2 separate regions of the Mus musculus genome follow, and region 2 is linked to region 1. A link is a contact called in public Hi-C data. All regions are on one chromosome and are shown on one strand. Each heading gives the region's core, a stretch centred on a gene start, on an enhancer-like site or on the middle of the called end of the contact. The rest is flanking DNA. Distances are from core to core; before and after follow the strand shown. Region 1 overlaps Lrmda (leucine rich melanocyte differentiation associated). Region 2 overlaps Lrmda (leucine rich melanocyte differentiation associated).

Region 1 (2,700 bases), core at 67-2,566:
GACACACTTCCTCTGACAAGGCCACACCTAAACTAACAAGGCCACATGTCCTAATCCTTTTAAACAACGCCACTCCCTATGAGCCTATGGGGGACCATTTTCATCCAAACCACCACAATATCCCTTAATAGGATCTTAACACTTTTTTAAATGTATAAAAATAAAATAAAACGGTACTTTGGGCTCTTAGTCTGAGTACCACACACATGTCTGTGATCCAAACTTCACAGGTAGGTCAGAATATAATATATATATATATTATATATATATACATAATATAATATAATATATATATATATATATATATATATATATATATATATATATATATATACACAGGTGGGCAAGGATACAGAGCCTGGGAAGTCCCACATCCGACATGCTGCTGACACAGTTACACATACAGGAACAGCAGCTGGAGCCCTGAAAATTCTTTTATTGTAACGCATCAAAATTTCCAAACACAAAGGCAAGAAGAAACCACGTGGAGTAGTTCACCCTCATCTCTAGGAACAAGGAAGGACTGGCCCTCATGCCGGGGAACCAATATCTCCTGTCATTTGTAACATGCCGTTGCCTTATGAGAGGTGACTAAGGCTCATGTCCTCCAAATCATTCTACAAAGATGCCAGGGAGCCCTGGTGAGAGACTCAACTTTCCTAAGTGCTTCTGGGACTCAGAATAGATTGTCAAGGAAGATCTGGCCTAAATTAACTCATTAACAACAGGAAGAGCTTTTAGAGAATTGATTTTTTTAAAACCTATTAAAGATTTCTTTAATTCTATTTGTTTATGGGTGTGTACATGCACTTACAGATGTATATGCCCATGTGTGTGTGTGTGTGTGTGTGTGTGTGTGTGTGTGTGTGTGTGTATGTACATGCTCTTGTGCTATTATCTGGTCCCTCAGAGCTGAAGCTTCAGGTATCTGTGGAGTGTCCGGCTTGATATAAGGGTGCTGGGGCCTAAACTCCAGTCTTCATTATTGCCTAGCCAATGTTCTTAATCCCTGGGTCACCTCTCTAGCCCCCAACAGTGGTTTGGTTTTTAACGGACCCACTACTATAGTCTGCTATTATCAACATATATCTATCTGGCAGATGGTACTGTTGCCACCATGACACAGCTCAAAGTCAGAGAAATGGGGGGACTTGCCCAAGGTCACCTTTAACTGCTGGCAAGGAAGCTGAATAGCAGTCCTTGGATGGAGACTCTCAGCATAGCTCCTCTCGCTCTCTGACACACTTTGGGGACTGAGCGTGGAGTGCCTTTGCACAGGGTCTATAATTAGTTGTCTGGTCCCAGTTGCTAGCAGGGTAAACAACGTCTGATAAACCCACAGCGCTGTAAGTATTTATTACACTGCAACCCAGCTGCCAACTGCCTAACCATTTTAATAAAAAGCTATTTTCTAAGGTTTATGTTTTATTGCGTGTATGACTCCCTTATTGGTTAGCATTTTGGAGTTGTGGAAAAGGTTATGAATTTAGAAACTGGCTGCATTCATATCATATTTAAAACTTAATGCTATTTTATTAAAGACATATGGGCCTCTAAAGTACACATATTAAATGTCATGTAAGAAAAGTAGCAGTTTAAATCATGGTCAAGTTCATTTTTGACGTGACTCCTGAGGCTTCCCAAGATCTGAACTATTTCTTTGTAAATCTGGCAGTTTAACCGCACTCATAAATCACTTTCAAAGTGTATTATTTCTTAATTTTACTGCATTAGAGAGTGTTTGGCCTACACAGTGAACTGTTTGTAGCAGTTATATGAACAAAGTTGCACATTAATCCCACAGAGCTTGGAAGAAGAGGGAGAGGGAGACGCTTTCCTCCCAGGGTCAGTTTTCTTCCCACTGAACATTTCGTTTGTACAAACAGAGTCCCCGCTCTTCCTGTCCCGGCCCTCTCATCTAAGCACAAGTCGCAAGTTGGCCATGGAGCTGTTCTCAATACAAGGAAGAAATGAATCCTTTGTAACTTAATCTTTTCCTAAACAGCCCATGACTAAAAATTAGAATGCATGTAGAAATCTTTTTTTCTTTACACATTATACTGAGCAGATACATTTGGTTTTTTTGTTTGTTTGTTTGTTTTTTTTGTTTTTTTTTTTTTTTAATGTGGCTTTTTGTAATTCAGGACTTGGCTGTTCTGTAATTATCCCAAGATCTGATATCTCCACCTTGGGTTTCAAAGTCCTTCTAAGGATGAGATAATATTCTTTGGACATGGGTAATAAGCCCCCAACGTCACTCCCCGGCCTTTTCTATTCCACTTTGTGGCTGAAGGGAGCCTAATCCCAATGACAGATTCCAGGATCTAAACCTCAGCCTTGACGTCCAGATTCGCCAAGGGAGTTGGAGGGGGATTAGGAGAGTTGAGTCCAAGGTCATCCAAATGAAAGGGCTTAAGGGCTTATTTCTGCATCAGGCGTCCTTCTGCTGAGATGAGGCTGTGAGAAGCCTCCACCACAGCTGTCCTGTCTACCAGGACTGTGTCCTGTTGTCCTCTCAAGTGTATCTGTGACCCTGGACCCTCTTCCTTTGTCTGTTCTACACTAAACCTTGAATGCTTTCTTGGGCCTGGATCCCTCTCTCTACAATTCCTGTGGAATAAATGGCTTTGCTCTGTGTTACAAGACTCCCAAATTCAGGAGCTGAGACCTCCCTGGGAAGAATGTATGGTCTTCTTTTCT
Region 2 (2,700 bases), core at 116-2,615, 150 kb before region 1:
TGCTTAAAAATAAAAGTGTGAAGTACATAGATACTCTAATATATTTAATTTACCAGCATTTATTGTGAACTTGCAGTGTGGTGACCTCTGTAAGTCATTGCGCCCACAGAGTCAATGTCACCAGCTTAAATAACCAAAGCCTTGATCAACAGCTGCACACATAAAAAGTGTCTAGGTGATGGTTTGGTTTTTTTTCCCTCAAATTTGTTTTTATCCTGCTGAGCTGTTGGAACATCCAGGAGTCAGAGTATCTTACTATAGGAAGCTAAACAAGGATGGCTCAGGAAGAGATCCCTTGTTAGAAAAACCAGACACAACTGGATTGCAAGGGAAATATATGATTGACCCTAAAAGCAAGAGGGGTTTAAATGAGCCAGGACTCACTCTCAACAGCATTTTGGCTGATCTTATCTAAAAGGCTGCACTGTCACCTAGTAAAGGTAATGAAATGGTCCAACCCAGGCAAATGGTCCAACCCAGGCAAACATCTTTAAAGGAGGAACATTCTGCACTGCCTCTCACACCTTTCTGTAACTGGATCTTTGTCTCTAATTATTCATAATTATCCATCTCCTCATGAATGTGACAGACAACTTTCTCTTGGCTGATGGCTTCCTTCTTAGCACTTGTCCATAAAGAAAGCTGTAAATGAATGAAGCTTTGGCTCAGTGCCACCACCCTACTAAGCCAGGTTTTGGGGACACGGGCTCCAGGGGTGCTCTGCACTACTGTTAAACCATCACAGATACTTGTTGGTCACCAGGGAAAAAAAATGATTCCACGTTGGCATTCTCACTTGAAGTCGTATTGTTAAGTCAGGACTTCGCCTGAGCCTACAGCTAGAGCCTCATTTTCTGGGGTCAATATGTTTACAGCTATACACATGTTAGGGAGGATCCAACTATGCCCGGGGAGTTCTGATAATTGGTGCCTGGGTCGGCCAAGAAAACTCAGTGGGGGAAAAAAAATCAGAAAAGAAAGAACAATTTGCTCATAAAATTAGGGAGGAATAGATCAGCGGTTTTTGTAAAGCCATAAAGCAGCTCAAGGAAGTCTTGAGAAAAACAAACTCCCTAAATCACTCTCTCCCTCACTCTCCTGCTGCTCCAGACAGCAAACAGGATATGCTTCCTTGGAACTGTCTATAAATTTAGGGTGAGAAAAACAAATCAGATCTTGTGGACAGAGCACTAGGCTGCAAGGAACATGGTTAGATTTCCCGTCTACTTGGAGGAAGACACCCAACAGCATTTTCTCATCAAATATTGGTGATAAGAAAGGCATTTAGTGCTCCAGGGGATGGGGTTGCTGTGGGTGGGTGGTATGACATTAAAAAGTTATAGCCAGTGTCCTATAAAACATCGCAGGCCCATCCACACATGCTCGCTCTGTTCTCAAGCCAAGGATAATAGTATTGCAGTGCAGCACCATCAGCATTAGCTGGAGCAGAGATGTCCTTTTGCCAGAGAACTTTAGAAACACAGTTCTTAATCAGTGGAGATGCCATGAACTTCTTTAGGGTGCATAGAAAAAAGCTAAAGCTAGCCTATCATTTCTGAAAATCCAGCTCTCTTGAGGTCGATCTGACCTTACCTTCTTGCCCCAGGTTCTTCCTCCAGTGTCAAGCTACTTCTTGCCAATCTGAACCTAAGAAACTGGGTTACAAAGTACAAAATCAGAAATTAATTGCTGCCCAAACTTGAAGGGACATCTTTTAGGGCATAAAGAGAACATTTGAGTACTCTAAAAAGGGGACTTGATCTTGAGAAAGAAGCCTGGGGTGGGGCAAAGTGTTACCTAGCTATGGCGGAGAACTCAAACTGATTTTGTAGATCAAGGCATCTCAGCCTCCATTTTTAATACTTTGCACTTCATAATTCCTTCCTTCTGAGAACTCTTCTGAGAGCCTTCTGAGAGATCACAGATCCTTAGCTAAAGCCTTGTGTATGAGGTAAGCACACATCTGCTCCAAAAGAATGCACTTTTCAATGTCTTCAAGGGACTGGGAAGAGAGTTCAGCAAGTACCATGCCTGGCACTGAGGCATGTAGACCTGAGCTACAGCATAGCATGCACATTAAAGCTGAGCATGCTGGCACATCTGTTATTTTTGTCATGTGACCCAAAATAGGGGATCCCTGAAAATGTTTGTTCCACTATCAGTGGAATGAGTGAGTAGCAGGTTCAGTGAAAGACTCTGTCTTGGGGGGAAAAAAAAAAAGGTGGATGTCAAAGAAGATGACAATGCAGACCTCTGGCCTGCACATATGCATTCACGCATGCACCTGACTGCACATGCATACACAGGAACACACAAATATCTATAACACAGACATCTTCAGAGATCATTAAATAGACATCAAGGATGTCAAAGGATTTCCCTAGTGGAGAACCATTGCCCTAAACTACTGGGCAAATCCATTCCAGAAACTCTCTGGGCCTGGTTTAAAACAAAACAAAACAAAACAAAACAAAACAAAACAAAACAAAACAAAATGGTTTCCTAAGGATCTGTCCTCATGTGTTCTTTGCCATGATCCGAGAAAACCTGATTCTTCTGCATGTAATAGCAACCTTGTGCTTGGGCTTCTTAGTAAAGGCCAATGTTGGTTCACTGTAAGGTGAACGTTAGATCTGAAAAGTAACTTCTACCATTATACTCAATGAGCTAAGGAAAGAGACAGCATCAAAAGAGTCGAGA

Evidence for each region. Hi-C and Micro-C count contacts between places; a contact is called where the count stands out from the background.
Region 2: a Hi-C map of uterus shows a contact between it and region 1, with 2.5 times the contacts expected there. The contact joins two enhancer-like sites. A contact is called at or near these places in 6 of 39 promoter capture datasets (the 3T3-L1 cell line, 3T3-L1-derived adipocytes, hippocampal neurons and 2 more), 7 of 484 Hi-C or Micro-C datasets (embryonic limb bud, nephron progenitors and uterus) and 3 of 9 other capture datasets (adipose tissue, embryonic trunk and pancreatic islet).

Annotation. Positions count from the first base shown.
Region 1 is chr14:22,608,502-22,611,201 of GRCm38.p6, reverse strand. All of the region lies in intron 5 of Lrmda (leucine rich melanocyte differentiation associated), which reads right to left. Among named protein-coding and RNA genes, the nearest start is that of 4930405A10Rik, 67 kb to the right of the region's middle. Within about 2 kb of position 1,316, at least 15 of the 459 cell types and tissues checked have an H3K27ac peak or open chromatin away from gene starts, as enhancers often do. A contact at or near this core is called in uterus, where this site is marked.
Region 2 is chr14:22,756,231-22,758,930 of GRCm38.p6, reverse strand. All of the region lies in intron 5 of Lrmda (leucine rich melanocyte differentiation associated), which reads right to left. All of the region lies in intron 1 of Gm30926 (a long non-coding RNA gene), which reads left to right. Among named protein-coding and RNA genes, the nearest start is that of Gm30926, 44 kb to the left of the region's middle. Within about 2 kb of position 1,365, at least 4 of the 459 cell types and tissues checked have an H3K27ac peak or open chromatin away from gene starts, as enhancers often do. A contact at or near this core is called in uterus, where this site is marked.